Linked DNA regions of Sus scrofa: region 2 is linked to region 1. The links are chromatin contacts, called in public promoter capture Hi-C maps. All regions are on one chromosome and are shown on one strand. Each heading gives the region's core, a stretch centred on a gene start, on an enhancer-like site or on the middle of the called end of the contact. The rest is flanking DNA. Distances are from core to core; before and after follow the strand shown. Region 1 holds the start of CFD (complement factor D). Region 2 has its middle 23 kb from the start of PTBP1.

Evidence for each region. Promoter capture Hi-C pulls out the DNA fragments that hold promoters and counts their contacts.
Region 2: a promoter capture Hi-C map of fetal liver shows a contact between it and region 1, with 2.1 times the contacts expected there. The contact joins the enhancer-like site here to the promoter of CFD in region 1. A contact is called at or near these places in 3 of 5 promoter capture datasets (fetal liver, fetal skeletal muscle and liver), 22 of 47 Hi-C or Micro-C datasets (alveolar macrophages, blood, brain and 11 more) and 2 of 2 datasets of contacts at active chromatin or transcription factors (alveolar macrophages and skeletal muscle).

What each region holds. Positions count from the first base shown.
Region 1 is chr2:77,509,511-77,515,198 of Sscrofa11.1, reverse strand. It overlaps CFD (complement factor D), which reads left to right and starts at 3,211. Exons shown (of 5, transcript XM_013994801.1): 1 at 3,211-3,535; 2 at 4,044-4,200; 3 at 4,287-4,431; 4 at 4,514-4,771; 5 at 5,178-5,407. The coding sequence starts at 3,478. The coding sequence ends at 5,339. The region is part of intron 15 of MED16 (mediator of RNA polymerase II transcription subunit 16); the gene reads right to left. It overlaps ELANE (neutrophil elastase), which reads left to right. Exons shown (of 5, transcript XM_003122986.4): 3 at 1-92; 4 at 743-973; 5 at 1,130-1,430. The coding sequence ends at 1,336.
Region 2 is chr2:77,583,535-77,589,070 of Sscrofa11.1, reverse strand. No RefSeq gene overlaps it. Among named protein-coding and RNA genes, the nearest start is that of PTBP1, 23 kb to the right of the region's middle. Within about 2 kb of position 1,375, at least 12 of the 83 cell types and tissues checked have an H3K27ac peak or open chromatin away from gene starts, as enhancers often do. A contact at or near this core is called in fetal liver and skeletal muscle, where this site is marked.

The DNA of each region.
Region 1 (5,688 bases), core at 1,962-4,461:
GCGAGTCCACCAGGCAGAAGTTCAGAATCCAGCGGGTCTTTGAAAACGGCTTCGACCCCATGACCCTGCGGAACGACATTGTGGTTCTCCAGGTGCGAGGCGCGGGTGGGGAAGAACTGGCAGGTGCAAAGGCCCAGCTTAGTTTGGGGAGGGCGGAGCATGGGCAGGAGACTGGGGACACGGTGAGGACAGGCCTGGTGTCCCATCTCTCTGTGCTTCAGTCTTCCCCTCTGTGAGACGGAAATAAGTCAGATGCCAGGACAGCAGGGAAGCTCTGAGCAACTGTCAATCAATAAGGATAGTATTTCTGGAGCCCACAGGGATGAGGCGCAGGGACCTCTTGGTCCGTGGAAATAGGGTCAAAATTCTCCACGTTCATGTGAATAGGAGACTGGAGGGAGAGAACTGTCCTTCCCCACTGCTTGAATAGCTATGGTTATTTTCTGTAAAGTTCTAGAACAATGGCTTTATTGCTGGTGGTGTTACCCATAGTTTTGTTTTCTTGAGTACCTACTGTTTACTGGACTCAAAACATGTCTGGGGATGCCCTGGGTCACAGTGGCTGCTCGCACTTTACAAACAGGAAAGGGTGGGAACCATCCTGCAGGGTGGATATCTGGCTCTCAGATATCCCAGGACCATGGTGGAGCCCTGGGTGGGGGAAAACTTGGGGCCCAGAAAGATGAAGGTTGTTGTTCACTGCCTCCTGTGACCTGCCACTGCTCTGTACAACCTGCTGCAGCTCAACAGATTTGCCTTCATCAATAGCAACGTGCAGGTGGCCCAGCTACCTGCTCAGGACCAAGGCGTGGGGGAAGGGGTGCGATGTCTGGCCATGGGCTGGGGCCAGCTGGGCACGAACCGGCCACCGCCCCGAGTCCTGCAGCAGCTCAATGTGACTGTGGTGACAGCCCTCTGCCGCCCCACCAATGTGTGCACCCTGGTACCAGGCCGGCAGGCTGGCATCTGCTTTGTACGTATCTTGCGTTCCCACAACCCACCCCTTGCTCCCACCCAGGCTGCAGCAACCAAGACCCCTGGAAGAACTTCCAGCTCCTGAAGGGCAGTGGGTGGGGATGTTAGGGTGGGGCCTGAAAGCCCAGCCTCCCAAACTTGTCTGCTTCCACAGGGGGACTCCGGCGGGCCCTTGGTCTGCAATGGGCTGGTCCAGGGGATAGATTCCTTCATCCGGGGGGGCTGTGGCTCTGGGCTCTTCCCAGACACCTTTGCCTCCACCGCCAAGTTTGCAGACTGGATCAACTCCATTATCCGACGCTATGGTGATAATGACAGCCCGCCTCTCCACCCCAGGATCCCTGTGGGCAGGACCCTCTAGAAAGGCGGCCCCTGTTACCCCACTCCCCCCGGCTGGGCTCTTCCCATGCAGCATCATGCAGCATCTGACACAATAAAAACCCTGTTTTGTAGAATGTGCCTGGGTGTTTGTTGGTTGTGCAACTGAGTGTCAGAAGTCCTCAGGTGAATGTCTTGAGCATGTCACAAGTACGCTGCTACCAAGTAGCAGCAAATTTAGTGCACCAAGATAAAAAGTCCCTTCCTCATACTTCACTAAAGGATACCAGTAGCCGTTTCTGGCTTCCCCTCCTATAAAATGTCATTAGACTCTTGTTGCAGGTGGCAAGAATGCAAAGCACTATAGCAGGTGTTCATTCTGAGTCACAAGGATCATTCTGAATCTTTGCAATCTTCACTCATCTGTTTCTGGCTCCAGCCCCTAAAGTAGTTCTTATATAAGTGCCTTGTTTTACAGGCGAGGAAGTAGAGATGCAAAGAACTGTAAAGTCATGCTCCAGGGCCTGGGTTCGAGTCCCAGCTCTGTGACTTTGGGCAAATTGCTCACTGTTTCTCTGATTCTCAGTTCCCCATGGGGAAGACTGAGGCACTGTCTGGGGAGGACCCAATCAGGGGTTGGGGTCCAGGCCAGTCTCGGCCTCACTGGGTACGGAAACAATCCTTCCTCCACTTCCCCAACCTTTTGCCTTGGGACACCTCAGGGTCTTAACTAGTGCTGTTCCCTCTGCCTTCCAGCTTCTCCCTAAGGTTGTCCTCAGAACACCTCTCCCCACAAGGGCCAGCTGCTCAGGCAGGTGACCCACTGCCCTACAACTGCTTTTTCCACTTAATACGATATCTTGGCGGTCTTTCCATGTCAACAAAGCATCCCAGGATCTGCAGGGTTATTTACTGAACCATTCTGTCTTTTTGGGTAATTTCCAAATTTTGCTGCAATTTCCAATCCTTTTACTTACATAATCTGCACTCCACATTCCAATGGGCTTTTGTTTTAGAGTTTCTGATTTGAGCAAGGAAACATTTTAGGGTCTAACAAATTGCATTTGTTATGCTGTTTTCTATTTTTCTCTGTATGTGTGAAATGGTCCACCATGAAGAAAAAAGAAGGAAAGGAGAAAATACCATGCACTGTTCCTCCTGGGGACGTTCACGGTCCTCCCCACCCTTGTGGTTACACACAGCATCTCCCCCGAAGAGGTTCATGAGATGTTGACCCACCATCCCCAGCTTACAGAGAACCATGTGACCCAGGTTCTGCTCATCAGAACCTGCCAACCCACAATGGCTGCTTTAGGGGCATGAGATCCAAACTCAACCAATCAGAGGCCGCCTTGAGATGCTGGCTAGAGTGATGGGGAATTGGCAGAGGGAATAACTGGGCCATTGGTCTGAGTCTAGGGCCCCTGAGGCCACAACAGGGGAGACTGCTGAGGAGACAACCCATCAAGGAGGAAAAAAAGAAACAAAACATTGTTCAGGTGCCTGGATTAAGCTACACCTGAAGGTAGACCCATAAACTTTCCATTTAAATTTTCTTGTTGAAGGTTCCAGCCCCTTACACTCCATTTTTTTGTCACTTGTATGCAACAGTCTTTCCAGCTGTCCCTACTCATCAACAATATTCTACTTAAAGGGTGTCAAGCCCCAGAGTCACAGCAATGTGGACAAGGGCGTTGGATGACCTTCCCCCCCACCCGACCTCAGCTCCAAGTTGCAGGAGGAAGGGAAAGAAGGGAGGGGCAGAAAATGAGGAAGTGGGTTGTTTACAAACTGGGCTTGCTCTCCAGCTGCTGTTGCGAAACTCTGGGGCTGGAAGGGCACTCTGGGAGACTGGGCTGGGGGTCAGGGTGGGTGGGTGGGTGGGTCCATCCCTCTGCTCTGCCCACCGCCCATCCTGAGGGGCTCTTCCCACAGAATGACAGAGGTGGCAGGCAGGTCCAGCAGCCCATCTACTCTTGGTACAAAGTCTAGGGGAAGATAATCACAGCACTGTGGCGGGGGAAGTGGGGGGAGAGAAGGGCGTGGACGGCTTCCCTTTGTTCAGCTGGGCCACTGCCCACTTGGCAGATAGGACCTGTGGGAGCTCCCCCCCCACCCCGTTCCACCCTCATAAAAGAACCCCAGAGCCCTGCCCTGGGCCATTGTTGAGGCCACAGCAGCATCATGGCAGACCGCTCCGGGCACCTGGCAGCCCTGATCCTCCTCGGAGCAGCTGTATGTGGTGAGTGGACCCGGGACTGGGGTGCCAGCTGGGGGCCCCTAGCCTGCAGCGCAGTCAGCCATGGACCCCTCCGCTCAAGAGGATGGCCCTCCAGCCCCACTAGGTGGGCAGAGAGGGGGCAGGGTCCACATGAACAGAAGGCTCTGAAAACCAAGCAATTCTCAAAACTTTGAATCTAGTGAGTTCAGAGAGCCTCTGGTTCTACAACAGAAAGCCCAGGCTGGGAGCAAACGGCTGGCAGGATGTTGGGTCTGATCAGCCCCACTTGTCTGTGTCTATATTGAAGTTCTAGGGCCCAGTGTGTAGGTACGCGGAGTCTGCCCCAGACTGTCACTCCCCACCGCCCGGTCTGTCTTCTTCAGCATCCCTCCCTGGGCCCCCAGAGTTTGCAACTCTTTGGGGAGGATCCCAAGGAAGGAATTTCAGTCTGAGGGTGCCAGAGCCGCTCTCTTAGAGGGAATCTGAGGTCTGGGCTGCAGTCACCCTCACTCGGACCTGCATCCTCCAGTGGCACAGCCCCGTGGCCGGATCCTGGGTGGCCAGGAGGCCAAGTCCCACGAGAGACCCTACATGGCATCGGTGCAGGTGAACGGCAAGCACGTGTGCGGAGGCTTCCTGGTGTCTGAGCAGTGGGTGCTGAGTGCAGCACACTGCCTGGAGGACGTGTGAGTGGCCCAGGACCAAGAGCGGAATGGGGGAATTGGGTGTCGGGTGGGGACATGGCTCTGATGTGAGCCCACTCCACTTCCAGGGCCGAGGGGAAGCTGCAGGTTCTCCTGGGTGCGCACTCCCTGTCACAGCCCGAGCCCTCGAAGCGCCTGTACGACGTGCTCCGCGCCGTGCCCCACCCAGACAGCCAGCCTGACACCATCGACCATGATCTCCTCCTGCTGAAGGTCTGCTAAGTCTAGCCGCAGTCCCTCCAGCTGCACTGGGGGCTGCGCTGCCCCTAACGCTCGCTTCCGCCCCCACCCTCAGCTCTCCGAGAAGGCCGAGCTGGGCCCTGCCGTGCAGCCCCTTGCCTGGCAACGAGAGGACCACGAGGTTCCGGCAGGCACGCTCTGCGACGTGGCCGGCTGGGGAGTGGTCAGTCACACTGGCCGCCGGCCCGACCGTCTGCAGCACCTGCTCCTACCGGTGCTGGACCGCACCACCTGCAACCTGCGCACATACCACGATGGCACCATCACCGAGCGCATGATGTGCGCGGAGAGCAACCGTCGGGACAGCTGCAAGGTGCGAGGGCGGGAGGGCTGAGAGGGGGCGGGCATGTGGGGAGCTTAGAGAGTGGCCAGGCTCTACAGCGTGAGCGTGGCCTGAGAAGTGAGGGCTGGGTGGGCGTGGCAGAGTTGAGAGGGGAGGTGGGATCTGGGAGAGGGTGCAGATAAAGACAAAGCCAGGGCGGGCATGGAGAGGGCTAGGAATGGGGCAGGGTCGGAGGCGGGGGCTGCTGAACTCAGACAAAGGGCGGAGTAAAGCTTGAGGGGCAGAGCTGAAAGTTGGGAGGCGGCGCCTTGATGGGCTGGGCCTGGGAAGATTGCTGAGCGAGAGAGCCTGTTGGGGCTGTAGGGATGAGCGGAATTGCAGCAGGTTCAGGTTGAGCCTGGCCTGGACCCAGCTCTCAAGCCCCCGCCCCACGCAGGGCGACTCCGGAGGCCCGCTGGTGTGCGGGGGTGTGGCCGAGGGAGTGGTTACCTCAGGCTCCCGAGTCTGCGGCAACCGCAAGAAACCCGGCATCTACACGCGCTTGGCGAGCTACGTGGCCTGGATCGACGGAGTGATGGCTGACAGCGCAGCCGCCTAAGGAGGACCTAAGGGACAGGGCGGTGGTCACCAGGCTTAGCAATAAAGTCATCCATTCCTGCATCTGAACCTTTTATTATTATTTTTTTTAATGGCCACACCAGTGGCATATGGAAGTTCCCTAGCCAGGGACTAAATCCAAGCTGCAGCTGGCAACAACCCACTGAGCCAGGTATAGAACCTGCACCTCAGCAGTGACCCGAGTGGCTACAGTCAGATTCTTAACCCACTGCACCACAGCGGGAACTCCCCGACCACCTTCACTACTTTCACATTGCCTGTGGGAGCACACGAAGTGGACAGTCCAAAAGGACTGCGGAAAATAGCAAGTGAAACCTTTTTTTTTTTCC
Region 2 (5,536 bases), core at 126-2,625, 76 kb before region 1:
TAGGCCCAGGAGTGGGATTGCTGGATCATATGATGGCTTTTTTTTTTTTTTTTTTGGTCTTTTTAGGGCCACACCAAGGCATATGGAAATTCCCAGGCTAGGGGTTGAATCAGAGCTGCAGCTACTGGCCTATACTACATCCACAGCAATATGGGATATGAACCGCATCTGCAACCTACACCACAGCTCACAGCAACACCAGATCCTTAACCCACTCAGTGAGGCCAGGGATCGAACCTATATCGTCATGGATACTAGTCAGGTTTGTTACCACTGAGCCATGACCGGAATGCCCATATGGTAGTTCTATATTTAGTTTTCCACAGTGGTTGTAGCAATTTACATTCCCACCAACAGTGTAGGAGGGTTCCCTTTTCTCCACACCCTCTCCAGCATTTGTTATTTGTAGACTTGTTAATGGTGGCCATTCTGGCCTGTGTGAGGTGGTACCTCAGTGTAGTTTTGATTTGCATTTCTCTAATACTCAGTGATGTTGAGCATTTTTTCATGCGCCTCTTGGCTTTTCGTATATCTTCTTTGGAGAAATGTCTGTTTAGATTCCAGACCTTTTTCCAAAGTGGCTTCCCCCTTTCACATTCCCGTCCATGACATTAGGAAGTTCCTATTGCTCTGGGTGCTGCCCAGCACTTGGTGTTGTCCATGTTTGGTTTCAATGGTCACGGAGTGAGGTGGCCCCTCAGTGGGCTTTTACCCAAGTACGAGTTCATTAGCCATTTGGGTGTCTTCAGGACCTGCCAGGTCAGGTCCTTGGCCCCTTTTGTTCAGTCAGGTTGTTTGGTTTTTTGTCGTTGATTAGTGAGAGTTCTTTACATATTCTGGACCCCAGACCTCCATTGGTTTATGCATTTCGAGTATCTTCTCCCAGTCTGTGCTTTGCATTTTGACTCTCCTTGTGGTCTGTTTGGACAAACTAACTTGTTTAAAATTAAAAAAAAAAAAACCCTAAATGTTTTAATTAGAAATAAATTTTACAGGCAGGGAGGCTCAGCTTGTGAGTCACCAGGGAGAGAGAATGCCAACAGTAGCATCGGCTTTTCCACAAGGGGGCAGAGGGAGTGAGATGGTTCCATTCACAGATAAAGAGACCAGGGTTCCCAGAAGCAACCTGACTGGTCCTGGGTCACCTGGGGCAGCCCCAGCCCTGCACTTCTGCCCCTGATTTGGAAGGGATATTCCTGGACAATACAGATTTGGGGTTTTTTCCTGAGCAGATCTGTAGGTTTGGCATGAAATCCTCAATTTTGAGTCACAAAACCTCATTTCCTGCCAAGTCAGATGGAAAAGGCTGTGGACAGGGACGCCAGTGTTTATGTCTCATCCAATCTGGACAGCAGCCTTGAAAGGTCAGTCATGTAACCACACAGTGTGGAGGGAGGACGTGGCCACCCGCAGGGGGCTCCTGGAGGACCGGGGTGGCCTGGCCTGAACCGGATGCTGCAGCTGGGCCCTAACCCCCGCATGGGGCTCCTGTGTCCACTCTGGGTCCTCAGCTCTTCTCATGGGGGTGGTGGGTGCTGGGAGGAGCTGGAGTGGTCAGCCAGGAGCAGGGTGTCCACTTGGTGATCAGTGCCCACCTTCCAGGGCATTAAATAGTGGGGGTCTTGAAGCTCTGTTCCTAGATATTTACCCCGAAATCATTGAAAAGAGGTATTTGAACAAAAGCTGGTACACTCATGTTCACAACAGCAAGATTCATAGCAGCCGAAAGGTGGAAGCAACCCAAATGTCCATCAATAGATGATGGATATGAGTTCCCGTTGTGGCGCAGTGGTTAACGAATCCGACTAGGAACCATGAGGTTGCGGGTTCAATCTCTGGCCTTGCTCAGTGGGTTAAGGATCCAGCGTTGCCGCGAGCTGTGGTGTAAGTTGCAGACACGGCTCGGATCCCACGTTGCTGTGGCTCTGGTGTAGGCCGGCGGCTACAGCTCCAATTAGACCCCTAACCTGGGAACCTCCATATGCTGGGGAAGCAGCCCTAGAAAAGGCACAAAGACAAAAAAAAAAAAAAAAAGATGACGGATAAACAGTGTGAACAGTGTGGTCCCTCCACACATGGGTGCACCACTCAGCCTGAAGAGGAGAGAGGCACTGACACTCGCTACCACGTGCTTGGACCTGGAGACCACGATGCTCAGTGAGAGAAGCAGACACAGAAGGACACCCAGTGTGGGATTCCATGGATGGGAAACGTCCAGAACAGGCTCATCCACAGACACAGAGAGTGGGTTCCTGGTTGTCACGGGCTGGGGACAGGATGGAGGTAACTGCTGATGAGAACAGGGTTTCCTTTGGGGAGATGGAATGTTCTGGAATTAGAGGTGATGGTTGCACAACGATGTGAATACATTAACTGCCACTGAAATAAACACTTTTATTTATTTATTTATTTATTTTGCTTTGTAGGGGCTGCACCAGTGACATATGGAAGTTCCCAGGCTAGGCGTCAAATCGGAGCTGCTGTTGCCGGCCTACACTACAGCGACAGCAACACAGGATCTGAGCCCGGTCTGCAACCTACACCCCAGCTCATCATAACTTCAGATACTTTAACCCACTGAGTAAGGCCAGGGATCAAACCTGCATCCTCATGGACACTACTCAGATTCGTTTTGCGGTGCCACAATGGGAATACCTAAACCGTACACTTTAAGTGTACTGTTTTATATTATGTGAATTTCATCTCCAATTTTTTTTTTTTTTGCTTTTTCTGATTGCTCCACCGACCACTGACAAAGAGAGCCTGGGAGGGTGGCCTGGATCCCCACCCAAGTCTCAGCCCACGTGCTTCTCCACCAGACACATCCCCAGGCCCACCCAGGGCTACAATTTTTCCTTTTTTTTCCTTTTCTTCTTTCTTGCTTTTTTTTAGGGGGGAGGGGGAATTCATATACATTTTCTTTTGCCACCCCTGCAGCATGCAGAAGTTCCCAGGCCCAGGGAGCTAACCTGAGCCACTGCAGTGACAACAAGAGCTCCTTAACCTGATGAGCCGCCAGGGAACTCTGAAAATCAGAAAATTTTTTTTGTCTTTTTAGGGCAGCACTCGAGGCACATGGAGGTTCCCAGGCTGGGGTTGAATCAGAGCAGAAGCTGCTGGCCTACACCATAGCCACAGCAACATCAGATCTGAGCCACGTCTGCAACCTACACCACAGCTCATGGCAATGCCGGATCCCTAACCCACTGAGCAAGGCCAGGGATCAAACCTCCATCCTCATGTGTGCTAGTCAGATTCATTTCCACTGAGCAACAATAGGAATTCCTGAGAATCAGAATTTTTTTTTTTTTTTTTTTTTTTAGGGCCATATCTGAGGTATATGGTGGTTCCCCGGCTAGGGGTCAAATCAGAGCTACTGCTGCTGGCTTACACCACAACCACAGCAACACCAGATCTGAGTTGTATCTGTGACCTACTCCACAGCTCATAGCAACGCTGGATCCTTAACCCACTGAGAGAGGCCAGGGATCAAACCAGCATCCTCATGGTTACTAGTCCGGTTTGTTACCTCTGAGCCACAATTGTAACTCCCTCCCTGGATTTTTAAAAATTGTTTAGTTGATTTACAATCTTGTGTTAGTTTCAGGTGTATGACAAAGTGGTTCAGTTATATGTATGTGTAAAAAAAAATCCCTATTCAGGCTATTTTCCATTATAGGTTATTATAAGATATTGAGTATAGTTCTTTGTGCTTAGAATCAGAATTTTGAAATTTCCCTTAGGATTAAATGGCTATGCAAAATGGTTTAACCAACCTCAAGAAAGGCACAAACTGCAGTGTCCCCCTACCCCCTACTCTCCTGGAGGCCCTGGTCCAGAACCTACCCTTGATCTCACTGCTGATCCTTCCAGAAGAAAGTATGCATGGGCAGAGTTTCTGTCGTGGCACAGAGGAAATGAATCCGACTAGGAACCATGAGGTTACAGATTGGATCCCTGGCCTCGCTCAGTGGGTTAAGGATCTGGCATTGCTGTGAGCTGTGGTGTAGGTCTCAGATGCTGTTCGGGTCCCCTGTTGCTGTGGCTGTGGTGTAGGCTGGTGGCTACAGCTCTGATTAGACCCACAGCCTGGGAACTCCATATGCTGCGGGTGCGGCCCTAAAGAGACAAAAAGACCAAAAAAGAGGAAGAAAGTATGCATGGATGGATATAGCACAACTCTAGCTATGACCTGGTTTGGTCCTGATGGCTCTGCTAGCTATCTCTGGCCTCAGAGTCCTGCTGGAACTCAACCATCACCTGCCCTTCCCACGGACATGCCCCTGGGAAGCCAAGGTGAGGGCTGCGATGGGGCAGGTTCAAGGGTCTGGAAGATGCCTAAGTCCACACAAGACCGTCTGTGTAGGGTGGTGTGTGACAGCCTGACCCTTGGCAGACTGGTAGAGGGGATTCCGGGTGTCCAGAGTTACTCCTCAGCAGCCATGAATGTTATTGGGCCCCTTCAGGCACCCCCTGCTGTGTGGCATCAATGCCACCCACCACCCTGGGCCACTCCAGACCATGGGGCTGTCCCCTCTGTGTGCCCGCCTGGCTTCTTGGAGGGCTACCCCATTGCCCCAAGGACTTGCTGGCTGCTACCTGAGAATGTGGGGGAGAGGCAAGTCTCCCTGGGGACCCCCACTCTGCCTGACCCCCCACAGTTACCCCCTATGTTGCCTCCCCTCACCCCCGGTGGCCTCAGTTGGTCTGCCCGTGAAATGGATGAGGTGGAGATGACCTGGGATCACACCATGGCTGCTCTGACAGGGGCCAGGAGGGAAGAAATGGGAATAGGGAGGGGGGACACAGGGGAAATGGGGTCCTGCATCCTCATGGATACTAGTTAGATTTGTTACTACTGACTCACAATGGCAACTCCCTTTTTTTAAAAAAAATTTGTATTTCTTGTCTCTCACTCCCTCTATTTTTGACCACTGCATGCAATGGCTTGATGTGGAATCTCAGTTCCCAGACCAGGTATTGAACCCAGGACACTGCTATGAAAGCATCAAGTCCTAACCCCTACACCACCAGGGAACTCTCTGATGGTGGCCATACTGACAGGTGGGAGGTGCCATCTCATTGTGGTTTTGATTTGCATTTCCCTAAGGATTAATGATGAGAATGATTTTAAATACCAGCTGTGTGTCTTCTTTGGGAAAATGTCTACTCAGATCCTCTCCCTATGTTTTAAAAATTGAAGTTTCCGTGTTTTGGGTTTTTTTTTTTTTTTTTTTTTTGGTCTTTTTGCCATTTTTTGGGCTGCTGCCGTGGCATATGGAGGTTCCCAGGCTAGGAATCCAATTGGAGCTGTAGCTGCCAAGCCTACACCAGCGCCACATCAACATGGGATCCGAGCCGCGTCTGCAACCTACACCACAGCTCAGGGCAACGCCGGATCCTTAACCCACTGAGCAAGGGCAGGGATCAAACCCGCAACTTCATGGTTCCTAGTCAGATTCGTTAACCACTGAGCCATGACTGGAACTCCTGTTTTGGTTTCTTTTGGCCATACCCATGACATGTGGGGGTGCCT